Linked DNA regions of Mus musculus: region 2 is linked to region 1. Evidence: chromatin contacts called from public promoter capture Hi-C data. All regions are on one chromosome and are shown on one strand. Each heading gives the region's core, a stretch centred on a gene start, on an enhancer-like site or on the middle of the called end of the contact. The rest is flanking DNA. Distances are from core to core; before and after follow the strand shown.

Evidence for each region. Promoter capture Hi-C pulls out the DNA fragments that hold promoters and counts their contacts.
Region 2: a contact with region 1 is called in a promoter capture Hi-C map of liver, with 2.2 times the contacts expected there. The contact joins the enhancer-like site here to the promoter of Taf13 in region 1. A contact is called at or near these places in 4 of 39 promoter capture datasets (3T3-L1-derived adipocytes, cranial neural crest, hippocampal neurons and 1 more), 4 of 484 Hi-C or Micro-C datasets (bone marrow-derived macrophages, epidermal suprabasal cells and uterus), 3 of 115 datasets of contacts at active chromatin or transcription factors (acute myeloid leukemia, intestinal villus epithelium and pancreatic cancer cells) and 1 of 9 other capture datasets (liver).

Annotation. Positions count from the first base shown.
Region 1 is chr3:108,567,834-108,573,936 of GRCm38.p6, reverse strand. It overlaps Taf13 (TATA-box binding protein associated factor 13), which reads right to left and starts at 2,238. Exons shown (of 4, transcript NM_025444.2): 1 at 2,189-2,238; 2 at 979-1,057. The coding sequence starts at 2,215.
Region 2 is chr3:108,769,007-108,774,969 of GRCm38.p6, reverse strand. It overlaps Aknad1 (AKNA domain containing 1), which reads right to left. Exons shown (of 12, transcript NM_177859.3): 7 at 2,963-3,060. Among named protein-coding and RNA genes, the nearest start is that of Aknad1, 32 kb to the right of the region's middle. Within about 2 kb of position 4,184, at least 116 of the 459 cell types and tissues checked have an H3K27ac peak or open chromatin away from gene starts, as enhancers often do. A contact at or near this core is called in 3T3-L1-derived adipocytes, epidermal suprabasal cells, intestinal villus epithelium and 3 more, where this site is marked.

The DNA of each region.
Region 1 (6,103 bases), core at 989-3,488:
ATGGAGAGTGCAGTCTCATGGGCCTTTCAGGAATTAGTATGGGCACAACAAGTGGACACCGCTCACCCTGCGCTGCCCCAAGGGCTACCTGTCTGTTTAAGGAGCACCATGGAAGGCTAGTGCACTGTCATCTCCACAGCACACTTCACCACCTTCTTGCCCTGAGCTATGCCTTAGTCCAAAGCCTCAACTTACATCATTTGAAAGGTGGACACAAGAGGGATACAACGTTCAAAATGTCAACTGGGAGCCATGGCATATGCCTGTACATCTAGAGCCAGGGAAACAGATAGGAGAGCAGAAGTTCAAGGTTCTTGCAAGGTTCTTGCAAGTTCAAGGTTATACGCATATGCATACCAAGTTTGAAATCATGCTGGGATCTAAAAACCCTGCCTCAGCTGGGTGGTGGTGGTTCACAGCTTTAATCCCAGCACCCAGGAGGCAGAGGCAGGCAGGCACATCTCTGTGAGTTCAAGACTAGCAGATCTTGATCTATTCTAAACTCCAGAAAGAGTTCTAGGACAGCCAGGGCTACACAGAAAAACCAAGCCTCAAAAAAGGAAAAGAAAAACAAAAACAAACAAAACAAAAAAACCCTGCCTCAAGGAGGAGGGCAGAGGTGATCACATTCATTATTTTATGTCACACAGAGAGAATTAGTAGACATGAGAGAGACTTATACTGACCATGGGATGCACACCTGCAATCCCAGGACTTGAGAGGCTAAAGCAGGACTACCACCAAACCAAGGCTAGCATGGGCTAAACAGTAAGCACCAGTATAGCCTTGGCTATACAGAGCCTATCTTTAAAACAAACAAACAAACAAACAAACACCAAGAATAAAAACAGGCAACCTTATAGGCAACTCTGAGAACACTGTCCCTATAAACAAACATATGCAGAACAATATACTCTGAAAAGACATGTTCAAAAGCTTTCACCACCTGTAATAAAAACACTAGAAAGTACAACTTACATTCTTTCGAGAAAAGTCTCTTTCTCTTCCCCTGGCCACCTTCCGCTCCTCCTCCAATTTCTTCATTCTCCTCCTCAAACTAGAAATTTTAAAACACGGACATGGCAAATGATTGCAGTGCACGTGATATTCCCTCGAGTCTCCTCCTGCTCGCCCTCTTTGTGGAGTGCTGTGAATTGAACCCACGAGCTCACGATGCTAAACAGATGCTTGACCACTGAGCTACACCTCCTGCACTCTTTTCATCTTTTTTTTTAAAGGCATTTATTATTTATGTGTATTGTGTGCCTACATAAATGTGCCTGCTGTTGCCCATAGAGGCCAAACTAGGTCTAATCGCTGTAGGTTGCCAGATGTGACAGCAAATGCTCCTAAGCACTAAAGCTATCTCTCTACACTTTTTTTTTTTTTTTTTTTGAGACAAAGTGGTCTCACTATGTGCCCGTGTCTGCCTGAACTCACGGAGATCCGCTTGCCTCTGCTCCTGAGTGCTGGGATTAAAGGTGTGCGCCACCACGCCCAGTGACCCTTTTTCATTTTCGAAAGTGAGAAGCTAAAGCAAACTGCACAAAACCACGAAAATTTAGCACCAAAGGGCTCATAAGCCCTAGTCCAATTCTCAAGTCGTGCAAGAAGGCTTTTATTACGGCTGCTAACAACCTTACAACCGTGCGTGTGTAAAGTTCTAACGACCTCAGGTTCTGGGTTTGGTTTTAGCCAATTTAGTTGTCACACTGCTAAGCAAGACTACTGTAAAAACCTGGTAGTTTAAAATCTACTCTCTGCTGTCATCGGAAGCAACTGATAAAGGGCTAAGAACTTTCCTTAACTGGGCTGGACTCTACCTCACAAGAAAACCGATGCCAAAGGAGAATTTGGATCCCAAGCTTCCTGTCTTTAGTTCATCGTTTCTCCGCTATCTTCACTAGTTTTGTCAGCATCTGGGCTGCTGGTTCCGCTTTAATCAGCTTTGATCTCCTATGACCCTCTAGATGTCTTAGTGTCGGGAAGATCCAGGTCAAAGAGAGACCCTTTCTACTCTTCCTTCCCGTCTTGTCCCACGCACTGACTAAGGTAAACCAAAAAAGGAAAACACCGCGGAGCCCCCGGACTCTCGGCGGGAATCCCTAAGGCACAAGCGGGTCAGACTCTGCCTCCGCTAGTGATCCGAAAGGAGTGAGGAACCAGGCTGAGACAGGCGCTCACTCACGGTGGGGTCTTCCTCCTCATCTGCCATGCTAGCTGCTCGCCAGCCTTCTGAACCCGCCCACCGGCGGCTGGCGAGTTTTATAAGATACGTACGTCACTTCCGGCCTGGCCAGCGTTGCGCAGAGAGGCGTGCGCGTTCATTCTCCTACCCAACCCCGGCCTTGGGATTGGCTGGAAGTCAGTGACGTGCTCTTACGTGTGGAATCCTGAAGGAGGAATTAAAAATTACAAAGAAGCCAGGCGTGGTATACTACGCCGGGAAATCTCTGCACTTGGCAGGCAGAGGCAAGAGGGCTTCGAGTTCGAGATCAGCTCAAGTTTCATGAGCCCATGTCTCAGAAAACATAAGTGATAAATTTGTGCATACTTACGGAGGCTCACAAATGCCTGTAAAAATAGGATGACTTTTTGCCTCTGGGGCTGATCCACTCAAGTACACAAGCCCCATGATATTATATATAGTATCTATATTATTATATAATTATATATCTACTTTCTTTTATGTAAATAGGTGTTTTGCCGGCAAGTATGTGTACCATGTGTGTGCAGCACCAAAGAAGCCAAAATAGAGCAACCGATTTCCTGGAACTAGAGATAGACGATTGTGAACCGCTATATAGGGGCTAGGAATCAAACTCAAGTCTCTTGAAAAGCAGCCAATACTCTTAACCACGGAGCAATCTTTCCTGCCTCCGTTAATACGCAATATATATATGTAGTTTGGGTTGGAAGGTTGTTTTGCGCTTTTTTTTTTTTTTTTTTTTGGTTTTTTCAAGACAGGGTATCTCTGTGTAGCCCTGGCTATCCTGGAACTCACTCTGTAGATCAGGCCGGCCTCGTTCTCAGAAATCCGCTTGCCTCTGCCTCCCAAGTGGTGGGACTAAAGGCGTGCGCCACCACTGCCCGGCCGTTTTTTGCTTCTTCTTCTTTTTTTTTTTTTTAAATTACAAAAGATGTGCTAGAGAAATGGTTCAGTCAATAAAAGCTCTAGCGGAATAAGCCTAAGGCTCAGGTTCAATCCCTGGGACCTGTATAAAAAGTGAAAGGTGAGAAGACAGAGTCTGCAAGGTTGTCCTCTGGCTTCCATACACAATAATAAGAAAATATTTTAAAATTATGAAAGAGCTAAGTGTAGTGGCACTCGCCTTTAATCCCTGCCTTGGGAGGCAGAAGCCAGAAGATCTCTTTGAGTTAGAGGCCAGCCAGGGCTACATAGTCAAAACAAGAAAACCAAAGCTCGGCAGTGGTGGTCCATGCTTTTTGTCCCAGCACTTGGGAGGCAGAGGCAGGCGGATTTCTGAGTTCAAGGCCAGCCTGGTCTACAGAGTGAGTTCTAGGACAGCCAAGGCTACACAGAGAAACCCTGTCTCGAAAAACCAAACCAAACAAACAAATAAACAAAAAGCAGAGACATTAAATATATCAGAAAGATGGCAACACAGAAAAGGTGGAAATAGGGCATAAATAAATATGTATAAATATGTATAAGTAAAAAGGAAAGGACTATAGACACTTACGCTATCAGCGTATAAACTATGAAGCATGGATAATTCAACCCTCTTAACTCAAACTCCAAAATGGAAACTGGGAAAAACAAATGAGCAGAACAGGCACAAAGCAGAGTGAACAGCCCTGTGCTTCCTCTACAAGTTTAGCGTGGACTCCGGAGTCTAGTTTAGAGTTGGAGGAAAGATGTCAAATGACAGAAAAAACATCTCATAGCCAGCCATTGCTGAGGGTGGACAGGGCTCAGAGGGCAAGGACCCACAGAAATTAACCAAAATGAGGACCTTTAGAAAACAGAGTAGCAATGGCTGACAATCATTAGCTATACTGTCATTTGCCAATTTTCTCTGGATTGAAATATCCCACACAGGAGGGAGAGAGAGGCTCATGTCTCACATATCTGGAGGACAGAAACACGTGATTTTTGAGAGCCTGACCCCAGCAACTTAAAACAGAGTCATTAACAACTCAGGGAAGGGCTGGTGAGATGGCTCAGTGGGTAAGAGCACCCGACTGCTCTTCCAAAGGTCCAGAGTTCAAATCCCAGCAACCACATGGTGGCTCACAACCATCTGCAACGAGATCTGACTCCCTCTTCTGGAGTGTCTGAAGACAGCTACAGTGTACTTACATGTAATAAATAAATCTTAAAAAAAAAAAAACAACAAAAAAAACAACTCAGGGAGTCACAGCCAGTCCAGCTCCCTGCCAGCGCATACGGAGCGGCAGGGGCGCAGGTTTTGTGCGTTATATCATCTGTGTTGCAGTGGGCTTTGCGGTGATGCAGTTGCTTTTGAGTCATCTCCATCCCTCATATGTGAGCCCTCACCCATTACTGTTAGTAATCCCAACAAAGTTACATCAGGTTACCAGGTAAGCCGTTGGTGCAGTTGTTACTTGGGTTTGTTCTTGGCTCCCTTTCTGACCTAATAGATATGTGTGCCTGCATAAGTGTGTGTGTGTATGTGTGTAAGTTGCCTCCCCAGGAAAAGTGTGCCATATCTTCCTCACAAATTCTGACAGTCCGGTTCTATGTATATGACCACACTCAGCTATTTACGTAACAGATTTTCAAGTTTTTTACATTCACTTGTTTGTTCCTTTGCTGTCTGTTGTGTGCATCTGTACATCTGTCCCGCCCGAGGTGCCTGGGTAAATGACAATTTGCAGGGATTGGTTCCTTCCTTCCACCACCTGGATTCCAGGGCTTGAACCCAGGCTGTCAACCTTGGCAGCAAGCGCCTTTACCCACGGAGCCATCTCCCAGCCCCCGAAACAAATAACTGACAAGCAACTGCCAAATATATTCAGCATCCACAAAATGACAAATAATGCAAGAGAACATTACAGTGTAGCCGGCTCATGAATTTGATGGCATATACTTTCTAAGCGCCTGTTGGGGTGGGGGAGCCTATGTCTGAGGAAGCCTCCTTGGAGTGGGCGGGGATTCAGCTAAGACGTGAGGGATGCACGGAGTGAGCTAGTAAAGAAAGAAGTGCAGTGTGCTCCAGACTGGTCTTGAGCTTTCCCTCCCCAGCCTTTGATCAAGGCTCCTTTCCCACTGGAATGTTTTTCTTCCTATTGAGAGAGGCTGCATGCTTTTCAGGCCCAGTGAACGGTCTGTTCTTTCATAAAGCCTTCTCTGACTGAAGGCAGTGACTCTTTCATCCTCCTGTGGCACTTAGTTTTGGTTTTTGACAACTCTCACTTTCTGCCCCATTTTCTGCTTGTTTCTATCTATATGTGGCTTACCTATAAGCAGTTTCTCTTAAACCTTAAACTTATGAAAAACAGACTGTTTCTCAAACATCTCTTGACTCCCTAAGGTTAGCTTATACCTTACACTTAAAAGTCTGGAAACAAATGTGCGTAGCATCCATCAATGCCTGTTTGAAATCCCTTTTCAAATAGTTTTCATTCAAAAGAAGCTATTGTTGCACGCTGCGCCTTCGGGACTGAACTTATCCTTGGGTTAAACCAGAATGCTCTGGTCATGGTCCCCAAGACTGATTGGCATTCACCACAATGACCACAATGATTCTAACAAACAGGCTACTGTTCTGGACTGACAGGCATTTGGCAAGAACTGGCAGCTCTCCGGTGTCCGCTGAGGTGAACTGATGAAGCATGAATTGAGATGCTGTGGTCCAGCAGGGCTCTGTTTATTCCTTGAATTTGTGCTCTAAGAGCCAGAGTGACCCAGTCGTTAGCCTGACGAGAAACATGTCTGTCGGGCACTGAGGCCATCCGGGTGATCCAGCAAGACAAAAGCCTAATGCTTGGGACAAAAATCCTCAAAGATGGATATGGGTGGAGAGCACAGAAATTTGAGGCAATGCAGTAACAAACAGAGGGGAGCTTTGAAGCTCCACAGACCTATCTGGACCCCAGCTACCAACAGGACCTCATC
Region 2 (5,963 bases), core at 2,935-5,434, 200 kb before region 1:
GGTGCCCAGAGTGTAGGTTTGTTAAGCACAGTCATGCAAAGTATGGAGAGCAGAGCGCCGATGTGCTGGGCATACTGTGGCTTTGACCACGCCAAGGAAGACCAGGGTATTCAGAAGGGCAGGCCCAGGCAGGGGAGCGTGTAAGCATGAGTCACAGATGGGGTGAGTGTAAGACCTGGGGTTGAAACCTGCCTCTGCCACTTATTAGCTGTGTTGATTCTTTCATATCTTTTAACTATCTTATCTACCTATCTATCTATCTATCTACCTACCTACCTATCTACCTATCTTCTATTTATTTATCGAAGCAGGCTCTCCCTACATAGCTCTGGATGCCCCAAAACTCACTCTGTAGACCAGGCTAGCCTCAAACTCACATAGATCCCTTTGTCTTCTGAGTGCTGGGATTAAACGTGTGCACCACCACACCCAGCCAGTACTCTCTTTGAAAGATGGCACCTAGGCTAGGGTTTGACAGTAGAACATTTGCCTGGCATACATAATGCCCTGGGTTCCATCTCACCACTACAGGGGAAAGGAAGGTGTTGGTCTGAACCCTCGAGTATGGGTTTGTGTCTAACAAAATGAAGCCACAATGATAGTCTAATACCCTTCCCCCTCCCTCATCCTTGCTTGTGAGGAAGCTGTCTGTCAGATATCAGTGACAAGCAGAATGGCCTGTTAGAGGCTCCATTGAGTCTCCCTATCAAAGACCATGTGAGCCAGATCCTCTGGTCTCTAGTGAAACCTTCAGGCAATCTCAGCCCTGACAGATATCCTTCTAGGGAACTCTGCACCTGAACCCTTCACTTGTTCCCAAATACCAGAGCCACAGAAATTGCCAGGTAATGCTGGTTACTATTTTGAGTCATTAGGTTCTGGGGTACATTGTTATCAAGTGGGAGGGGACACCAGGTCTTTGAACCAGTTAATTTCTCTGAGTTGTATTTCCTTACCCGTAAAATAAATATAATTCCCATCTTACAAAGGTATTGTAATAATGAAAAGATACTATGTCGATGCTCCTTGCCTTAACATTGAGGGCTCTAGGGGATGGAGAGCTAATTCAGAAGTTAAGAGCATTCGTTGTTCTCACGGAAGGGCGTTGGTTCCCAGATCCAAATGGGCGCTCAACACAGTCTGTTACTCCAGTTCCAGGGGATCCGATGCCCTCTCCTGGCTTCCACTACTGTGAGATATGCATGTGCTGTGCATATACACACAGTCAAACATACACTTAAAAACTAGTAAGTCAGGCATGCTGGTGCATGCTTTTATTCTCAGCACTTGGGAGGCAGAGGTAGACAGATCTCTGTGAGTTAGAGGCCAACCTGGTCTACATAGTGAATTCCAGGATAGTCAGAGCTATGTAGACCAGCTCAAATAAATACATCTTTTTAAAAAATGTGTTTTTTATCTTTTTATATGGTTTTTATCTACTATATATAAGAACATAAGTCATTTTATGTACCATAAAAAAAATTCTCCCAGAGGCACACATGGCTGCTAAAGCCCATAATAATACCACTTGGGAGGCAAAGGCAGGAGGCTCAGGAGTCCAAGGCTGACCTCATCTGCACAGAAAGTTTGAGGCCAGCCTGGGCCACATGAGGCCTTGTCTCAAAATTAAAAAAAAAAAAAAAAAAAAAAAAAAAAAGAAGCCTTCCCCAGTATGAAATCACCATAGAATATTTAGTCCCAGCTACAGATAGACAGACTCGGAAAGGTATCTTAGTATGTAACGTGTAAAACAGATCAGGATCCAGATCTTCCTCAGGCTAAATGATCAGTTCTGAGGATTTTTAAAGTTTAAATTGAGACATTACAAATACTTTATTGTTTCATTTAAAAATAACAAGGGCTGGGGATGTGGGTCAGTAGCGGAGCACCCACTTAGCATGTGTGAAGCCCCGAAGTCAAACCTCTGCACCATCAGTGACAGCAGCAAGAAGTGGACAGTGCCACCTGCCTGTCATCCTAACTGCCTACAGCATAGGTAACATGGCAAGACATCCCCTTTGAAAAAGAAATATAAGTAATGAGTTCATCTTAACACAGTCTTATATTTTCAGAAAAAAAAGTTCCAAAAATGAAACCCAAAGCTAATGAGAAGTGTCGTTATTTTATGCTTTGGTAACTATCACACACACACACACATACACACACACACACACACACAAGTATACACTCAGGTGTTCATGGAGGGCCAGAACAGGGCTTTCGATTTCGGTTGAGCCTCCCAAACTTGAGTTCTGGGAACTGAACCCTGGTCCTCTGCAAGGCCAATAAGCATTCCTCACTGCTGAGACATCTTTCCAGTCCTCCAAAGCTCTTATTTGAAAGTATACCATCCCCAGAGAGGTCAATTCAGAACCAAGTGGGATCTAACAAGATGCTGAGTGCCCGCAAGGCTCTGGACACAGGGAGCATGCGCATAAGCATGCTGTGTCATCTCTGGCTTGCACCTCCAGCTCAGCTATGAGGAACCGATGCTGGCAAGTGCAGGAGCTGCCTAAGCAGGCAGGCCTCTGGGTCACCTCTCTATCACCCGCAGCGGTTTGGCCAGGGTACGCTCCTCAGCTTTAAACTGTCTACAGAGAGAGGTTCTCATGAGTCTCACGTACTCACGCCCTCTTTGCCTGCTCCCACCCACAGCTCCCTCTGCCTCTGTGCGATGCATGGGGATGAGTCAGCTGCGCCTTCCACAAGCCTGGTAACTTACCCGGTGCAGTTATGAGTCCGGCTCAGAGCGCAAGTTGCCGGGCATAACTAGAAGCATGTACTGGTACTTTACTCTGCTTAACCACTCCTTAAACAACCCATTACTAGTTCTTCATGTTTTGAGAAAGGGAAACAAACATCATCCTAGTCAAATGTCATGCTATCGCAATGGCAGATGGCAAGCCGGGACTCACAGTGAGGGATCACTAACAACTATGTACACCCAACCCCTCCAACTTACCGAGAGCCGAGTCTTGGGGCAGTGTTTTTTCATGGATGCTACTGGAAAACTTCCCACAGTTAGTTCTTCTGTGGCCCCTTTTCTCCATTTTCTGTTTCCTTAAAAAAGAAAAAAAATAATGTCTCAAAAATTTAGCACTAGTGTGGGAAAAATGAAGACTTAAATTTCCCTGGTATTCTCCAGGCTGGTGAGGTAGTTCAGTGGATAAGGTTGCTTGCCACCAAGCCTGATGGCTTAGGTTTGATCCTCAGAGCCTACATCATGTAGGTAGACAACTGACATCTACAAGTTGACCTCTACCCTCCACATATAGGGCTTGGTACATGCACACACACACAAAAATAACAAGAATTATAATTATAATTGTTATAATTCTGTACTACAAATTCTTTTTTTCTTCATAATACCATATCACAATTTTGTGTGTGTGTGTGTGTGTGTGTGTGTGTGTGTGTGTGTTGTGGATTTTTGGTTGGTTGGTTGCTTTTATTATTTTCAGGCAAGATCTCACACTAATCCAAGCTGGTCTGTAACAGCAATTCTCCTGCCTCCAACCTTCGGTACTGGGACTTCAGGTCAAGCCATCTCAGAACAATTCTTGTTTAGGGAAGAAGGCACACTATACATTAGCACTGGTACACATCGCTCTAAGTACATGCTAAACAGAGTCCAGCAAAGTGGATTTTGTGGCTGGGAGCCTGGAGTTCACTTAATAGCATATAGCCACCAGGGGGCATCAGAAAGACACAACTACTATCAGGAGACTTCTCTGGCCTGTGTAGTTTCAGCCTCCGCACAGATTCTAACTCCTCCAAAAGAATTTTAATTAATTACAGCTCTTAACAACTCTCTTGCTCAGCCCCGGGATACACTAACAGTCCCTGGAGGAGAGTGCATGTTCTTGTGTGAAAGGCATGGAGTCTAGGACATCCTGAGACAGATGGGACAGGTTTGCCCATGGCTGGTTGAAGAACTTGGCAGCATTGCTGAGCAAACATATTTCCCTCCCTCCAGCTGTGCCTGAGACTGATGGTCATGGAGAGAGGACCCCATTTGGGGTTGGAAGCCAGGCTCTTTCCAGCCCTTTCCAGCCCTTCCCTACTCTTGGAAAAACATGTCCTCCTCCTGAGTCATATATTTCCTCACACCTCATTCTGTCTCCACCCTCTGCCTCCGAGGCCTGTGAACATCTGCTCTCTGAGTGGAAAGCTTGGATATGGTTCAAGTGAGTTCAGGCCAACGCATCGATTACATTTCTCTGCCACTCTTAGACTTCTCTCCTCACTCAGATCTGGCCAAACAGAAGAGCCAAGAGCAATTCTACAGGAGGCGGCCATTTTCCAGGGAGACAAAACCGGTAACGTTTACTCTCCAATCCCAAGGCCTGCATCAGAGACAGAGCTCGGGATGTGCATTGATATATCCCATCAGAGTGTTTGCATTTAGGCAAGGCACATCATAAAGACTACAACCTGCTGACGACAGTAAATGGGGACTTAGATGAAGACTGCACAGCGAATAATGCCTCGGGACTATTACGGAGGTTATGATTCCAGTTCCCAAGTCATATTGTACCCAGTAACTTCCCACAGCGAAGTCACGAAGTCTCGGGTGTGATTTTACTTTCCTCCCTCCCCCCTCCCCTGCCCCCCTTTTAAACACTCACTCTGGAACACTAGCCCCAGCAGAGGCTGATATATTTTTGTTTTTGGACTTAAACTAGGAATTTGGAAAAGAAACAATTGATATTTTACACTTAATCAATTTTTTTTTTTAATTTTTGAGTCAGAGTCTCATCCTGGAACTATGTAGACCAAGCTGGCCTCTAACTCATAGAGATCTCCCTGCCTCTCCTAGGATTAAAGGTGTGTCACCACGCCCAGCAATCAAAGTCTTTTATAAATGTCAAAATATTTCATTAGGCCTAATAAAAATCTTTTTTTAAAGATTCTCAAATCTGGATTGCTAGTTAATTCAATCCACTAAAAAAAAAAAAAAAAAAAAAAAAAAAAAAAAAAAACAATCCCAAGCCTGGGCTGCCCAGGTGAGTAAACTCAGTGGTACCCTGTGTTTAAGGGATCGATCAGAGCTGCAGTGGGACCAAAGGCTGGAAGCTCTCGCTAGTCCATGCCAGGCAATTCATAGGGCTTTGGAGCCCAACCCCACGCTCTCTCTTTCTCTAGGGACAGAAACTTAATAAAGCACTCATGACAGGTCACTCCCATGGGACAGGTCACTCCCACGGAGGCTGGCTCTCTTAACAGGAAGCTACAGTCCTCCAGACCTCACCATCTACTCCTATCAGAGGATGTACTTAAACAGTGGTTGCAAACAGTTCCTCCCTCCCTGACTCTTGACCTTTCCAGGTAAAGCAGCTGAGGTAAAGCACTAGGAAGTGGTGCCTCTCCTAACTGATAGGAGCTACAAACAAATGTCCCGCAACCACCTCGGAAGCCAGCTGTTGTTTCAAGGGGTGTTTCAAAGCGGTACTGACTTCTCTTTAGGGTTTTATAGCTTACAGCTTGTTAATGCCAGAGGATTTTTGATTTTTTCCTTATGAATTCAAAGATCTGTCTAGAGAAGAGGAATGGAGCTTGCTTTCGATGAGACCCAGTAGGAAAGACTCTGTGTGTGTGTGTGTGTGTGTGTGTGTGTGTGTGTGTGTGTGTGTGTGTGTGATGAAGGAGTATGTCAATGCACACACTGACCGACAGAGGCGACTGCTGTTTACCTTATTGCCTTGAGACAGGGTTCCCTGATGAACTGGAAGGCTGACCGGCCTCCTTCTGGGGTAGGGCTATAGCTCTGTGGCAGAACCCTTGCATAGCATGGATTTGTTTGATCCTTGCAACAAAAGAAAATCCCTACAACACCCCAAATCTGTTCATCCTGGGGTGAAGGGTGGAGGACTTGGAAAGTGAGCTCAGTGTGGGCTCTGCTTCCTGTCTGGAAGAGCTGCCTGGCAGTTGTCTCTGGTCCTGATGTGGCCAGGTCATCCAGG